Linked DNA regions of Mus musculus: regions 1, 3, 4 and 5 are each linked to region 2. A link is a contact called in public Micro-C and promoter capture Hi-C data. All regions are on one chromosome and are shown on one strand. The core of a region is the stretch at or near the end of the contact, and the rest is flanking DNA. Distances in the headings are between cores, read along the strand shown. Region 1 holds the start of Sdr9c7 (4short chain dehydrogenase/reductase family 9C, member 7). Region 2 holds the start of Gls2 (glutaminase 2 (liver, mitochondrial)). Region 3 holds the start of Rab5b (RAB5B, member RAS oncogene family). Region 4 holds the start of A430046D13Rik (Riken cDNA A430046D13 gene). Region 5 holds the start of Ikzf4 (IKAROS family zinc finger 4).

Region 1 (2,700 bases), core at 24-2,523, 300 kb before region 2:
CATACCTTCTAATCATTTTGACTTCTTCTCCCCTCTCCTCTTGCACATCCAGCTAGCCACAGTGTCGCATGCTGTGTTAGTCCCTCCCTTGCTCTGTCGCATTTCTTGCCTTCAGTCTCTCCAGCTCATCAAACTACCTAAAATATGCCTGGTGCTGGGGATACAAGGAAAGGAACCTTCCCCAAGATCCCTTTCCTGAGGGAGCTGATGAGCCCTCAGGACTGGGCTCCTACAATGGCCAGGTCACCAGCCCATAGGATGGATGGAATACTAGGTTAGTTTCCAATATGGAGATTTCTTGCTGCTAACTTGAATATCACCCGCCCAACAACCACCAAGGTTCCGGTTGGTTTTGGGTGTTTTGTTTGTTTGAGGCAGGATCTCTTGTATCCCAGATTGGCCTCTAGCTAGATATGTAGCAGAGGATGACCTTTGAACTCCAGATCCTCCCATTTCTACCTCGCAACTGCTGAAACAAATGTGCAGAACCACACCCAGCTGTTTGAGGCTCTCTACTTTTTAGAAGTTGAAACTCATACCTCCAGCCTCCTCTAGAGAGACTCTGGAGTCAGCACTGTGGAGTCACACCCAGCCTGGAAAAACCCTGTATTTTTTATCATTTGTCATGATGGAAACTCACCATCTCCAGAGAAGTCGGTCATGGTGGCACCTGCCTGAAATCCCAGTGCCTGGTAGAGGCAGAGGACTGTCACCCATTTTAAGTCACCTTGGCAAGTTCAGGCCAAGCCAGCCAGGGCTGTTAGGGATACTGTCTCAACAACTAAACTAAAGAAAATACATTAATTAAAGCTCTCTAAGGGCTGATGAGCTGGTATTCATTCCTACTGGAATTCAGTCCTCGAAATTCAGCTTTTGTTCGCTTTGTATTAATGATTTCATCTTTTTTTTTTCAGGTAATAAAAATTAAATTTGTTGACAAGCTTAAATGCACGGAAGAGGGTTTTTGATCCCTAGGCAGAAGGTAAAACTGGGATAGGATTTTCTTAAAGAGAGCTCAGATCAGATCTAAGCCCTTCTTTGCCTCCCGTGCCCCTTCCCAGAATGCACTTGAGTTCCCATGACTATGAATATCCCCATTTTTGGATCCCTCTCCTGAAAGGTCTAGAGGAGAGATGGAGAGGCCAGGGCAGTGGCTTTGTCAGAGTGACACACTGCAGGTTGGACTTGAATTTCTTGCATCTGAGCTAATTGCTGTGGCAATGCAGCCACCTATAAAATTACAGAGTGGCTCACCCAGATGCCCGTATCTGTTGCAAGTCTCAGAAGCTCTCCTTTCCTGTGGGTTCCTGTGGGCTGCCTGCTGGGCTCTGAGGATCAGCCTATCCTACCATCTCCTGGGTCCATCCTCAGACATCAGCTCCCATGGCGGCCCTCACAGACTTTGCTTTTATGTACCGCTGGTTCAAAAATTGCAATCTGGTTAAAAACCTCTCTGAGAAGTATGTCTTCATCACTGGCTGTGACTCCGGCTTTGGGAACCTGTTGGCCAAACAACTGGTTGATAGGGGCATGAAAGTGCTTGCTGCCTGCCTCACTGAGGAGGGGGCTCAGAAACTCCTGCAGGACACCTCCCACCAGCTGCAGACCTTCCTCCTAGATGTCACCAAGTCGGAGAACGTCAAGGAAGCAGCCCAGTGGGTGAGGGACCAAGTGGGCGAGCAAGGTGGGGTGTATTCTTGGATATTCTTCTCTCTCTCTCTCTCTGTGTGTGTGTGTGTGTGTGTGTGTGTGTGTGTGTGTGTGTGTGTGTGAGACCCTGATGTCCAAATGGGGATGGGAAGATGAAATAGGAACAGGCTGGAAGGCTCTAGTCCAGTAGAATCTGGTTTGGCCAGCTGACGACGAAGAAACACCCTGAGGAAATTTCCTCCATCTAAGGCAACAACTTGAAAGTTCTGAATACCCAAACCTCTAAAGTGTTTTAGAGACTTCAGGAGTCCCACTATTGGCTCCATATTTCTTGGCCAGCTCAGGCTAGGGATAATCATATAGATGCAAAAGGTGGAAATCTATGGGTGTGACAGGCAGGTCTCTTCTGTACGTCACATACACACATATCCCATAGATGTTGTTGCCTTTGGCAGGAGCTTGTTCCCACCGGGAAAGGAGCCTGTGCTGGGGACTATACCAAGAATGTCTGGGGACTTGCATGCAGGCTGTAGACACTAGATTGCTTACTTATGAGTACAAAAACTGGGAGAAGTAATGGCTCCTAAAAAGTCAAAGCCAGACCTCTGCCCAGGTCAGGCCAACAACTCTAGCTCTTCACTGATTTTCTCTTTAACATTTTACTTTTTTTAAAAAAAGTTATTGTTATGATTGATGTGTGTGTGTGTGTGTGTGTGTGTGTGTGTGTGTGTGTGTACCATGCATGAGGAGGTCAGAAGAAAGCATTGGCTCTGTGGATCTGGAGTCACAGAAAAAGAAAAGACAGTATGAAAAATGTGCGTATGAGTGAGCCAGAGGATAACTTTTGGAAGTCATTTCTCAATTCCCACCATGTGAGCCCTGGGGATGGAACGCAGGTCTTCAGGCTTGTGCCTCAGGACTTTCTGCTGAGCTGTCCTGCTGGCCCTCTCTTTCTTTATCATGTCTTCTCTGCTGAGTTAAGATTCCTAAGAGTGGACTTTGTGTCTCTTCTACTCACCCCAAGTCCTGAGTACCGACCGAGGAGGAAAC
Region 2 (2,700 bases), core at 134-2,633:
GCTGGCCTTGGACTCTTTCAGATGACGTTGAACTACTGACCCACTTGTCTCCACATCCCTGGCGCTGGGACTCCAGGAATGCTGACCACCACATTTTTAATTCTCCTAAATTTTGTGCATTTTCTCCACTACAAACCAAGACCACACCTTTAATCCCAACACTCTGGAGCCTAAAGTAGGTGGATCTGAGAGTTTGAGGTCAGGCTGGTCTAGCTCGTAAGTTCTAAGAGATACGGAGAGGCCAGGTCTTAAAACTAAAAACAATTGGGGGAGCACGTATATGTTTTGTGTTTCTTTGCTTTTTTGTCGTGTGTGTGTGTGTGTTTGTGTGTGTGTGCACGCGCACCGGCATGCGTGTGGTGTTGCACACCCCTGCAATTCTAGCACTTGAGAAGTTGAGGTAGAAGGTTGGCCACGAATTCAAGGCCAACACGGGCTACAAACTGAGTACTACGGCAACAAGGGCTATATCTCAAAGCCCTGTTTCTAAAACAACAATAAAAAAAGATTTCAGCCGGCCCAGCACTTGGGAAGCAGAGGCAGGCGGATTTCTGAGTTCGAGGCCAGGCTGGCCTACAAAGTGAGTTCCAGGACAGCCAGGGCTATACAGAGAAACCCTGTCTGGGGGGGGTGGGGGGGGGGAAGATTTTGAGTTCACTGGCTTATTTTAATACGTGAACTTTAGAGAAAGAGAACTTTAGAGAGAGACTATAAGTCCTCCGCAGCCACCAAATGACCTAAGAACCTGGGCTCCATGACGCCTAGCAATGAAGCGCGGCGGGCTGCTTCTGGACCGTCTTTCTGTCCACTCAGCGCCAGCGCGCATCCGTGATTGGGGTGTTTGCAGCCCGCACCGCCTGCCTGTAAGTGTGCACTGGCCACCCCTGGCCTTCGAACATGGAAGGTCACTACGTGGCTCCCGCATCCCGCTCGCTCTCATCTCTCTTTGAAAGTGTGGCGTTTTCATCTGCACCAGAGCACTCCGTCGTCCCCAGCCCTGGCGCGTTTCCACGAACTCCGACTGCGCAGAGGCCGATCCTCTCCCCGCCAAAGCTCTGACGCGCGCCGGTGTCCCGACTGTCCCAGCCTCCCGCGCCTTTCCCCGCCTCCCAGCGTTCCTCCTCCTCAGTGATTGGACGCGGTTCCTGTCCCTTTTGACTCCAGACCACGCCCCCTCCCCACCCAGCCGCCTCCAGCTTCTCCTCAATCGAACCCGTGGCGCTCCTGGCTGGAGGCTGTGAGGGGACTATGGGTGTACCTGCGGGATCCGAGTCGTCCCGGACTGGCCCCTCCCCGGACCCCAACCACTCCCACCGGGCCGGTCCTTCCCCCCCCCACCCCCCCCCCGCAGGCTCCACTGGCCCCAGGACTGCTCCCGGGCTCCTAGTCTCGCCCGCCACTCTTCCGCCCCTCCCTCCTCGCCGCCGCTCGCACGTCTGGAGCGCCCGGGCCGAGCGGGTGGCGCGCCGGGGGCATGCGCTCCATGAGGGCTCTGCAGAACGCGCTGAGCCGCGCGGGCAGCCACGGTCGGCGGGGAGGCTGGGGTCATCCGAGCCGGGGCCCGCTTCTGGGCAGGGGCGTCCGGTACTACCTCGGTGAGGCCGCAGCGCAGGGCAGGGGGACGCCGCACAGCCACCAGCCGCAGCACTCGGATCAGTAAGGCTCGCGGGACAGGGGCAGGGGACAGGCTGGCTCCCACTCCCACTGTCGTTCTCGCTAGCTCCCTGGGAGTCCCCTTCCCCAGAGAGCGAGCGCATCTCATCTCCTCTCCGCGCTCACTAGCCTGCGATGCCTTTTCCTTTAGATGTGGGGCTTTGGGTCCGCCGCGCTCGGGCGGTCAGGTGCTGTCCGCCGCGCTCGGGCGGTCAGGTGCTGTCCGCCCGGGAGGGCGTTTGGGCAGGTCGGTCTTCGAGATGATGCCTGTCCAAGGTGCGTACTTATTTGGGAACGCAGATGGGCGCGGAGTGTTGCTTGGTGCACGTGTCTGAGTGCAGGGCCGAGTGCACACCTGCCCATCCCCAGCCTCTCTTCTCTGGTCCCAGTATTTTAGGGAATTTTGTGGATATCGAACAGCTTCCTGCCCCAGGTCCAAGTGCGCTTGGGTCTGACTGTGTGGGGTTTCTTGTCTCTGCCTGTCGTCAGTGGGTAATGTGCGGTGTGCGTCATTGCTGATGCGCACGTAGGTGCGTATGTGTCCGGAGTGTTTTTGTAGCAGAGCTTAACCGTGGAATATCTTATATGCTGGCAAAACACTGATAATCAAGTTTCCAACTTGGTTTTGGAATGCGTTGATTATTCATAAATGAGAAAATTGTGAGACAGTTCCTAAACCAGTCAGCTATTGCGTTGCTCTGCCTCTCTAAATTGAAGTGTTTTTCCCCTTTGGGGCCATCTTCAACCCAGGAAGTCGACCCCCCCCCCCCCAGCATACATTGCCCAGGAATGCTTAGTAGCTGGGCTTTCTCTCCAGCCCCAAGAGGAGTGTTTTCAAAGCATGAAATTTGTTATCCTCAGACATCCAGCTGGACGTTGTCCTGGTAGCTCCTGCCTCATTATGGCAGTATAGGAAATGGACCGTTTTTTCCCTATCATATCAGCTTAGTGATATTTAGAAACATATGCACACCATAATTAAATGAACCAGACTGACACAGCAAACTACCTCAACACCAATAAATATGGTTGGGTAAGCAAATACCA
Region 3 (2,700 bases), core at 56-2,555, 500 kb after region 2:
AAGAAGAAAGGATGGTGCCAACCTTCTGGTAGCTAACCTCTCAATTCTTCCCCAAATCCCTTCAGGGATATCACCTCACAGTTCCTGGCGTGAATAGTCTGTCCCATTAACTATCTAGGAAATGCTCAAGTGCAAGTCTCACAGAAGTTTCAATAAACATGGTCCTTTTTTTTTTTTTTTTTTTTTTTTAATGGCTGGGGATTGCTTTGCCCCTTTCCATGCAAATGACAGAGTTCCTCAAATCTAGGTTAAATAAGCGTAGTCACCACAGATCACATTATGAAGTGGGAAAGACTGAGCAAAGCACTCCCAAATTTTCTTAGTTCTCTCACAGTAGATGAAATAGGAAAAACAACGAATACAATAGCAAACCTAAAGGAAACAGGAGTGCAGTCATGACTAGCTATGAGGTCAGGGTAAACTAAAGTGGTGTGTGTGTGTGGGGGGGGGGGGCTGGACGTAGAGCTGCCAGGCGCCATGGAATAATACATAATTTTACCTTTGTCTTCATTCCCTATTCCTGAAGTACCCCAAAACTTCAAATCACCACACCCAAGCACTAAAGGAACAGAAGAGTAAGGAACTTCCAAGATACTGAGCCTCCCCTCACCATCATTCCAGAAGTTCCCATTACTAATAGCAAACCGTTTCTACTTCCTTCCACTTTGGTCTTCTACATTCTTCATTGACTTCAGTGAGACCAAATCCCTCTCGGCAACACCAGTACCCCTAGTTCCCCTTTCAACAGTCACTTTCCCTGAAAAGAATGCCTCTCTCGGCTAAGAGCCCCAACAGTGGATGTCTCGGGAGACCCAGCCTCGGCTACCCTCGGGGCTGGGCGTAGCACTGTCCCCTCCACACCTCCAGCCAAATGGGCTGGCTTCCCCTCCCTCACTGCCTGGTCTCCGACCCCAGCTCCTCCCTCCTCACCGCGGTGCTCAGAGTCCCGAGGCCGGCCCTGGTCCTCACCGGCTCCGGGTCCCCGCGCCCGGCCCCCGAGCGGCCACCACAGCCAGAACCCAGCCGCCTCCCAACTAGAGGCTCGGCTCCCAGCCCTGCCGATCACCTCCTCAGCGCCCACTAGGCCTGTGGGACAGCCCCTTCGGCCCTCTCCAGGAGGTTCTGGAGCCCTGACGTCGGCCCGCCCCGCCTCTGCCACAGGCCAGGCGGCGCTCCTCTCGGGACCTCCGCCTCTGCCCTTGTGGGCTCCATCAGCTCGGTACCTGGGGCTCCGTATCCCCCGTCGGGCCCAAGCCTGTGTGGAACAGACAAACAGCTGCAGCTCAACCAAACTCCTACCCCCTTCGCCTCCTCCTCCTCCTCCTCCTCGCCGGGGCGGCTCCAGCCAATCGCAAGATCACCCGCCTACCGTGGTGGGTGGGCTATGTGAGCGTCCGCCCGCCAATCTTCTGGAGAAAGGCGGGCTCTGAGGGACTATCACCAACTAGCACAAGTGAGAGACTGGATTGGCGAGGCCGCAAGCCAATACCTACACGAGAAGCCTTGAAGATTGACGGGATAAGTAGCCATTAAAGAGAGAGCTCCTGGGAAAGGGGGCAGTGCATCACTGACAGGCATGTGCGTCAGCCAATAGAACCTCAACACCCGTGACACCCCTCCCCCGCCTCTCGACTCGTAAACATCTAATCAGGTGAGTGAAGAAGGCGGGTCAAAAGGAAATTTTAACCAGTATTGGGAAATTTCCGAATTTGACAGGCAGGCAAGGCTAGTGAAGAAGTGAAGAAGGCTTTTGGTCGGGTGTGGTGTGGCACTCCCAATCTCAGCACAGTGGATTGGGGTGGAGGCAGTTCTGAGTTTGAGGCTAACCCGGGATACTCAGTTTAACAAGACCTCAGTATAAGGGGGATGGGGAGGGGAGTAAACTGGGCTTGGTGGCCCACATGTTTAATCCTAGCAATCGGGAGGATCTCCATGAGTTCCAAGCTACACAACGATGTCCCCCCCCCAAAAAAACAAAAACAAAAAACAATGATACCAGCATTAACCTTCTCTTCTCCCCGTGCCCTGCTTTCTGTGTCAAATTAAGAAAGTAAAGACCCTGCTGGGCATGGTGGTGCACGCCTTTAATCCCAGCACTGGGAAGGCAGAGGCAAGGCGGATTTCTGAGTCTGGCCAGTCTGGTCTACAAAGTGAGTTCCAAGACAGCCAGGGCTACACAGAGAAACCCTGTCTCGAAAAACCAAAAAAAAAAAAAAAAAAAAAAAAAAAAAAAAAAAGTAAAGACCCAAAACCAGGAAATTAAACAACTTTTATCTTGTAAATTCTTTTTAGTGGCGCACTAGAGAACAGTAGTTTTGGGGTGAATTGCCATGACAACAGAAAGTGGTAGTCTGAAGACACTTTAGCCTCCTAAATATTTTCACATTGATATTTTCTGAATTGTTTGTAAATGTGAAAAAACATTTAGACAACTTTGCTGAGGATTTTTTTTTTTTTTCGGTACTGAGGATTGAACCTAGGGCCTAGAGGCAAGCTAGAGAAGCATACACTTCCGGTAGAAGACCCAAGGCCTGTTCCCAGTACCACTGCTCACAGCTGCCTGTAACTCTAGGAGAGATGATATGCCCTCTTCTGGCCTCTGCGGGCACTTGTGGCTCACATGCACACACAATTTCAAAACCAGACCAAACAAACAAAACTCTACACAAAATGGTGAACACTTCCTGGGAAATGGAGGGT
Region 4 (2,700 bases), core at 166-2,665, 300 kb after region 2:
GGGGGGCTGGTATCAGGTGGGAAGTTTTAAAATCTGTTCTGGAAACAGTAAAAGGTGAGAGGAGGCCTTTGCACTCCCTTCTGTCTTTTCCCGTATCCTTAGAACTTGTAATCCCTGGGCCCCCACCTACCCCCAACCTTAAACTATGCACAGTAACTCGAGCGTGTTATTACCCACTGACTTCTATACCTAATGTTGGTTTAGGGGTTCCAGTGTAGGCAAGGCTTAACATCTGTCACACATAATTCCAAAGAAGGAACATTTTTCAACAAGACAATGTTATTCAAATCAAACAAAAGGCTATAATGCCTAGTGAGCATGGAGGGAACACACACACACACACACACATGGAGGGGGCCCTGGGAGACAAAGAGCCCCCTAATAACCCAAAAGGTTACAGGACCTCCAAAGGAGTTCATAGGTATCCACACGGACACACCATTGGTCAGGATCACATCAAAAACCTTAGCTGAGCTTTGAGTCACAAACCTTGCTGGAAGCGCTGATGAAGGGAAAAGATGATGTTTGGGAGCTAGGAGGTTCTGGCTACTCTGTTCTTGGATAAAGAAGAATTACATGGCATTCTGAGAGACTGGTCATTCCACTTAGGCCCTGGAGTTCGCAGAGTAGCAGTGGGTCTCCCATTTGCAAAAGGGCGTCAGAATCTTTTTACTGCAAATTGTCCCATTTTTGGAAAATAAAGAATCCTTCCTAAACAAAACGCCCGTTTCCCTCACTTTCACTCACTCCTAAGCCCTAGAGAGGAAAAAGACCCTCCCAGCCCCTCAAAACTCACCTTGCCGGGTCCGAGGAAGGGGCAGGTGGGGGGCGGGACTCAGGGCAGCTCCTGTCCCTGAAGGGTTAAGTGCGGCTGCCGCAGAGCATGCTGGGAGTCGTAGTCCGCGAGCACCCGCAGGCTCACAGGAAACCTTTTCCCAGCCGTGAGAGTTGGTGGTGACTTCCGGCCCCTGGTGACAGTTGGTGACTCAGGTCCTGAGGCGTGCGCCGGTTCCGGAATTGAAAGGGCCTGAGCTGTCCCCACCCATGACCCTGCGGCTGCAGACCCACAGACGCCCGCAAGGCTAGGGGCGGGGCCGGCCCGGGCGGTGGGAGGGGCCGGGCGGTGGGCGGGGCGGCAGCGGGGGCTTCCTCAGGCTGTTAGCTGCGGAATGGTGTAACTTGGCAGAGTTTTGCGTTTTATTTATTTATTTATTTATTTATTTATTTATTTATTTATTTATTTCACATTTGATAGTGGTCGAAAGACTGACTGAAGTAGATGTTAAGATTTACAATTTAGCCTGGCCATCTGCTTCCACTCTCCTCCTTGTGGAGGCGTCTGCTGAGGCCGCCAATGCACCGCGGTCTCCCCCCCCCGAGATACCCAACAAATGCAACGCTGGGCTCTGCAGTCCTTCTTTACCTTTCCGACACCATTGCCCAGCCTGAGTATTTGCACTTTCTCCCTGGAGTTTAGCAAATGTCTGAGTGCAGAGAGGGAACCGGCCCACCGTCCCGAAACAGACGAATAAATAACTCTGGCGGCGCGCCTCATACTAGAGCTTGTGCAAGCAAGTGGACCAGAAATAGCTCAGGGTAGAAGACTCCCAGCGGCGCCATAGGAAGAATGAGGCACAAGCCAATTTTGTACCCTGAAACGGACATTCCCCGGCTGGAAAAAGCTTGAGTAAAAAGGTCTGTACGGGTGCAAGGGATGTAGCACAGTTGGTTGCACAAAGCTCTGGGTCCCAGCACTCAGGAGGTGGAGACAGGAAGAATCAGATGTCTTTGGGACGTAGGGACTTCGGGCCAGCCTGAGCTACATAAGATCCAGTTTCAGAGCAGAAAGGGAAGGGACGCCTGAGAGCTTGTCTTAAACTAGAAAGCAAGAACAAGAAAGCAGTCTTGGTGATAACACAAATGTAATCCCAAGTCGGGGGGTGAGGGGGGGGGGGGGACAAACGAGCCTGGGCTATACAGTGAGACTCAAAACAACAGTGAATAAGGGCTGAAGTTAGAGCTGGCTGGCAGAACAATTGTCTACAACCGTTCAGGTTCTGGGTTCAGTCTCCATCACCATTAAAAAGGATTCCCACCCCCCCTGGTTTGTTTGTTTGTTTGTTTGTTTTGTTTTTTGTTTTTTTGGTTTTTTGAGACAGGGTTTCTCTGTATAGCCATGGCTGTCCTGGAACTCACTTTGTAGACCAGGCTGGCCTCGAACTCAGAAATCCACCTGCCTCTGCCTCCCGAGTGCTGGGATTAAAGGTATGTGCCACCATGCCTGGCTGTGTTTTATCTTAATAGATATGTGGTCCGGTGTGACTTTTTTGTTTACGTTTTTCAATGGCCTCAGTCTGCTGCTGCACTGGCTAGCCTGCCCTGCCTCCCTGTTACTCTGTGTTCTAAGGTTCTTGGGGTCTAACCCAGAGCTTTCTGCATGCCAGGCAAGCGCTCTACCCTCGTAGCCCTGAAAGGAAAGAAGTGGTGATAATCACACAGCAGTGTATCACTTCAGAAACTTGAATAATTGTGGGTTCACCCTATACAACTAGATTTTGTGTTTGTTTTATTTTTATTTTGAGACAAGGTTTCTCTGCATAGGCTTGGCTGTTGACTTTTGTCTTTTTTATCTATTTTATTGAGAGTTCTTATACTATTCTCTCCCTTCTAACCCTCCCCCCCGCCCCAATACAACATGAG
Region 5 (2,782 bases), core at 114-2,613, 450 kb after region 2:
TGCCTCAAGGCGCACCAGTAACTCCAGAGGCTCTTTGATGCTGCTGTCATCCCTAGGATAAAGGCAAGAGGGAAAACACACTCAAGTCTACTTTCATGGCACTAAAATCTAAGAAGGAATCTCTGTCAAAGGCCAGAGGGTCTTTGTGAGGCTCCAGAGACTTAGACTTCTAGCCTGAGGCTGACGGGGACAAAGTCAGATTTGGGAAACTCATTCGTTTCCCCTCTCAGCCTCGGAAACCCCAGTGAGGGAATTTCAAATGCCTGGGACTTCCAAGAAATCTCAGACTGTCAAAGCCAAGAATTAAGGCTGCTCTCAGGTATCAGAGACATTTTCTTGGTCAAAGCCATCGTAGATTGGCTGAACCTTCTGGGAGCAAAGCTAAATCGTGAGGTCCACAGCAAAGCAACTAGGAGGTGGAGAAAGGGCAGAAAGGCGGGGAAGGGATGGGGAGCAGTCCCACTAAGCTGAGCGGTCTCACACACCGAAAGAGACCGGCCCTCTCCTGGATCCCTTGAGTGGTTGCCTCTGGGGAATAGCCTGGAGCTCTGCAAGCCGCTGCACTTCTCTGAAAGGGATATCTTTCTCCAGCTTTCTCTTCTTGACCATGGGCTCCAGGTGGCAGGATGCTAGCCTGCTATCAGGGACCAGTCAGTGCACGAGCAAAGAAAGACTGCCACCCCCGGCTCTTCTCTATTGTGGGCAGGAGGCTGAGGCCCCTCACATGTCGGTTCCAGGCTGAAGCATCTGCCGTCAAAGCTCTTCTTCCCATCTCAGGTCTTTCTACTCTCCATTCCCACCCAGGCCTGTTTCGGTATTCCACCCCTGGCTGCTCTACCTCTGTCCCCAAGGCCTAATCAAGATGTCACCACAAGCTCCCACTGTCCAAGTCACGGTCTTCGCTTAGCAACACCAAGCACCCTTTCCCATCCTCCCCAAGTGTAAGGAGGAACGCCCCCTCCCCCCCCCCGCTATACACACAGCCCCCGTCCTCTCCCTCTCCTCAGGCTTGGGAGTTGTTACTGAATTGGTTCCCTAGCCCCATCACCCCCCTACCCCCCCTCCGCTAGCCGCCTTCTGCCTGAACTTACATTATCCTTCCCTTGCCGGTGAGACCCTGGGGTGCGAACGCGGCCGCCGCCTTGGAAACGGCGAGGGAGTGCGGGTGGTGTGTGCATGTCTGCGTCTCGGTGGCAGGCAGGGGTGAGCCCAGCCACTCACCTTCCAGGAAGCGTGGATTCCTGGAAGTGAGGGGAACCGCCGTCATTTCGCAGGCAGTGGCAGCCGCACGGTGAGCAGGGGCCCACGGCTGCAGCCGGCAGAACCGCTCAGCCCAGGGTGTATGTGCTGAGAGCCTCGTGTGTATGTGTGTGTGTGTGTGTGTGTGTGTGTGTGTGTGTGTGTGTGAGAGAGAGAGAGAGAGAGAGAGAGAGGGAGAGAGAGGGAGAGAGAGGGAGAGAGAGGGAGAGAGAGGGAGAGAGAGACAGGAGAGAGAGAGAGAGAGAGAGAGAGAGAGAGAGAGAGAGAGAGAGAGAGAGGGAGGGAGGGAGGCGTGGATGCGCTTGGGGAGGGGGCAGGAGAAAACGTACCAGTGTGTGTGTGTGTGTGTGTGTGTGTGTGTGTGCGCGCGCGCGCGCTAGGCTACAGCATCCCTTTTCCAAGACAGTGGAGAGGTGGGAATGGGGGTGCACAGGGAGTGGGGGTGCAGAGGGAGGGTAGGCAGATGTGTTTGCCCTCCTGCCCAACAGACAAAGAGGAGCTACAAAACAAATGCTTGAGAGGGGGGCAAGTGTATGTGTGTGTGGTGTGTGTGTGTGTGTGTGTGTGTGTGTGAGAGAGAGAGAGAGAGAGAGAGAGAGAGAGAGAGAGAGAGAGGAGAGCCGCAGGCTTGTGGGGAGGAGGAAGGGGGTGTCCCAGGGAAGGCCCAATCCTCTGCCAGCTAGGGAAGCCAAGGCCCCACAGGTCATGGGGCCCGGGACACAGGGGCAGCCTCCAGGATCTAGAAGTGGCAGAAGGCTCCTCCCCTAGCAAACTCAGGCTCCTTTCCATCTGCCTCTCCTTCTGACAATCCCCCTTCCCATCACTGACTAGTGGAGATCTGGGACCCTGAGCTTTTTCTAATCCCTGGTTGGGTCTCCCTGTCTTCCCTCTCTCCCGTGCCTCTGGGGCTCTGGCTTCAGGAGTCCTGGATGAATCCTGTCCTCTATCAGGAGAAGGCTCTTGCTCGCTTTCCTTCCAGAGGAACTGTTCACTGCTGAGCTGACCTACTTTGGAAGACTGCATTTTCTGATTCCAAGAATTTGGGATGGGAGGGGCCATGAAACTTTGGGCTGCCAATCCTTGCACCTCTCTCTCCTCAGGTTCTCTTAAATGTTTCAGGGCACCAGGATAAGCTCTGCTCCATTTGATTTGAGCAACTCAGTTTCTGTTTTCAGTGTCTGTGGTGGGTAGGGTGGAAATCTGTGCTGTAAATTAGTGGACTCTCGTTTCCCCCATTTCTTCCCATGGGAATTATCTGTACTTTTAGAAAGGAAGTTGGGGGGCGTGTGCTTTCAGAATCAGGTTCTATGAGATGGTAACATCCCTTAGTAGAACGAGAGGCCTCCTCTCTTTATCAGGTGGCCAGTGGGGGAGGCGGTGACCTGAGAAAGGGCCAGTAAAAAACCAGACACTGGGGACAACTCTCTGCTTTCGGATCAGCCCAGGAGAGGGATGGAGGTCAAAAATGGGTTCTTACATGCCCTATTATATACCCTCTTGGCCATGTCTGGCCCTGAAGGGG

What was found. Promoter capture Hi-C pulls out the DNA fragments that hold promoters and counts their contacts. Hi-C and Micro-C count contacts between places; a contact is called where the count stands out from the background.
Region 1: a contact with region 2 is called in a promoter capture Hi-C map of stem cell-derived epiblast-like cells, with 3 times the contacts expected there. The contact joins the promoter of Sdr9c7 here to the promoter of Gls2 in region 2. A contact is called at or near these places in 4 of 39 promoter capture datasets (liver, pre-B cells and stem cell-derived epiblast-like cells), 3 of 115 datasets of contacts at active chromatin or transcription factors (embryonic stem cells, pancreatic cancer cells and stem cell-derived neural progenitor cells) and 1 of 9 other capture datasets (pancreatic islet).
Region 3: a promoter capture Hi-C map of pre-B cells shows a contact between it and region 2, with 5 times the contacts expected there. The contact joins the promoter of Rab5b here to the promoter of Gls2 in region 2. A contact is called at or near these places in 3 of 39 promoter capture datasets (hematopoietic stem and progenitor cells, hippocampal neurons and pre-B cells), 1 of 115 datasets of contacts at active chromatin or transcription factors (pancreatic cancer cells) and 1 of 9 other capture datasets (adipose tissue).
Region 4: a Micro-C map of embryonic stem cells shows a contact between it and region 2, with 6 times the contacts expected there. The contact joins the promoter of A430046D13Rik here to the promoter of Gls2 in region 2. A contact is called at or near these places in 18 of 39 promoter capture datasets (the 3T3-L1 cell line, 3T3-L1-derived adipocytes, the C10 cell line and 13 more), 1 of 484 Hi-C or Micro-C datasets (embryonic stem cells), 4 of 115 datasets of contacts at active chromatin or transcription factors (bone marrow-derived macrophages, effector CD8 T cells, embryonic stem cells and 1 more) and 2 of 9 other capture datasets (adipose tissue and embryonic stem cells).
Region 5: a contact with region 2 is called in a promoter capture Hi-C map of pre-B cells, with 2.7 times the contacts expected there. The contact joins the promoter of Ikzf4 here to the promoter of Gls2 in region 2. A contact is called at or near these places in 1 of 39 promoter capture datasets (pre-B cells) and 1 of 115 datasets of contacts at active chromatin or transcription factors (bone marrow-derived macrophages).

What each region holds. Positions count from the first base shown.
Region 1 is chr10:127,897,262-127,899,961 of GRCm38.p6, forward strand. Sdr9c7 (4short chain dehydrogenase/reductase family 9C, member 7) reads left to right here and starts at 1,274. Exons shown (of 4, transcript NM_027301.3): 1 at 1,274-1,684. The coding sequence starts at 1,384.
Region 2 is chr10:128,193,252-128,195,951 of GRCm38.p6, forward strand. It overlaps Gls2 (glutaminase 2 (liver, mitochondrial)), which reads left to right and starts at 1,384. Exons shown (of 18, transcript NM_001033264.3): 1 at 1,384-1,656. The coding sequence starts at 1,475.
Region 3 is chr10:128,694,963-128,697,662 of GRCm38.p6, forward strand. It overlaps Rab5b (RAB5B, member RAS oncogene family), which reads right to left and starts at 1,306. Exons shown (of 6, transcript NM_177411.4): 1 at 1,224-1,306. It also overlaps a transcript of Pmel not described here.
Region 4 is chr10:128,497,832-128,500,531 of GRCm38.p6, forward strand. A430046D13Rik (Riken cDNA A430046D13 gene) reads left to right here and starts at 1,416. Exons shown (of 2, transcript NR_131151.1): 1 at 1,416-1,695. It overlaps Myl6b (myosin, light polypeptide 6B), which reads right to left and starts at 854. Exons shown (of 7, transcript NM_172259.1): 1 at 797-854.
Region 5 is chr10:128,644,630-128,647,411 of GRCm38.p6, forward strand. It overlaps Ikzf4 (IKAROS family zinc finger 4), which reads right to left and starts at 1,364. Exons shown (of 8, transcript NM_011772.3): 1 at 1,092-1,364. The coding sequence starts at 1,178. It overlaps Gm26876 (predicted gene, 26876), which reads left to right and starts at 1,255. Exons shown (of 2, transcript NR_152728.1): 1 at 1,255-1,291.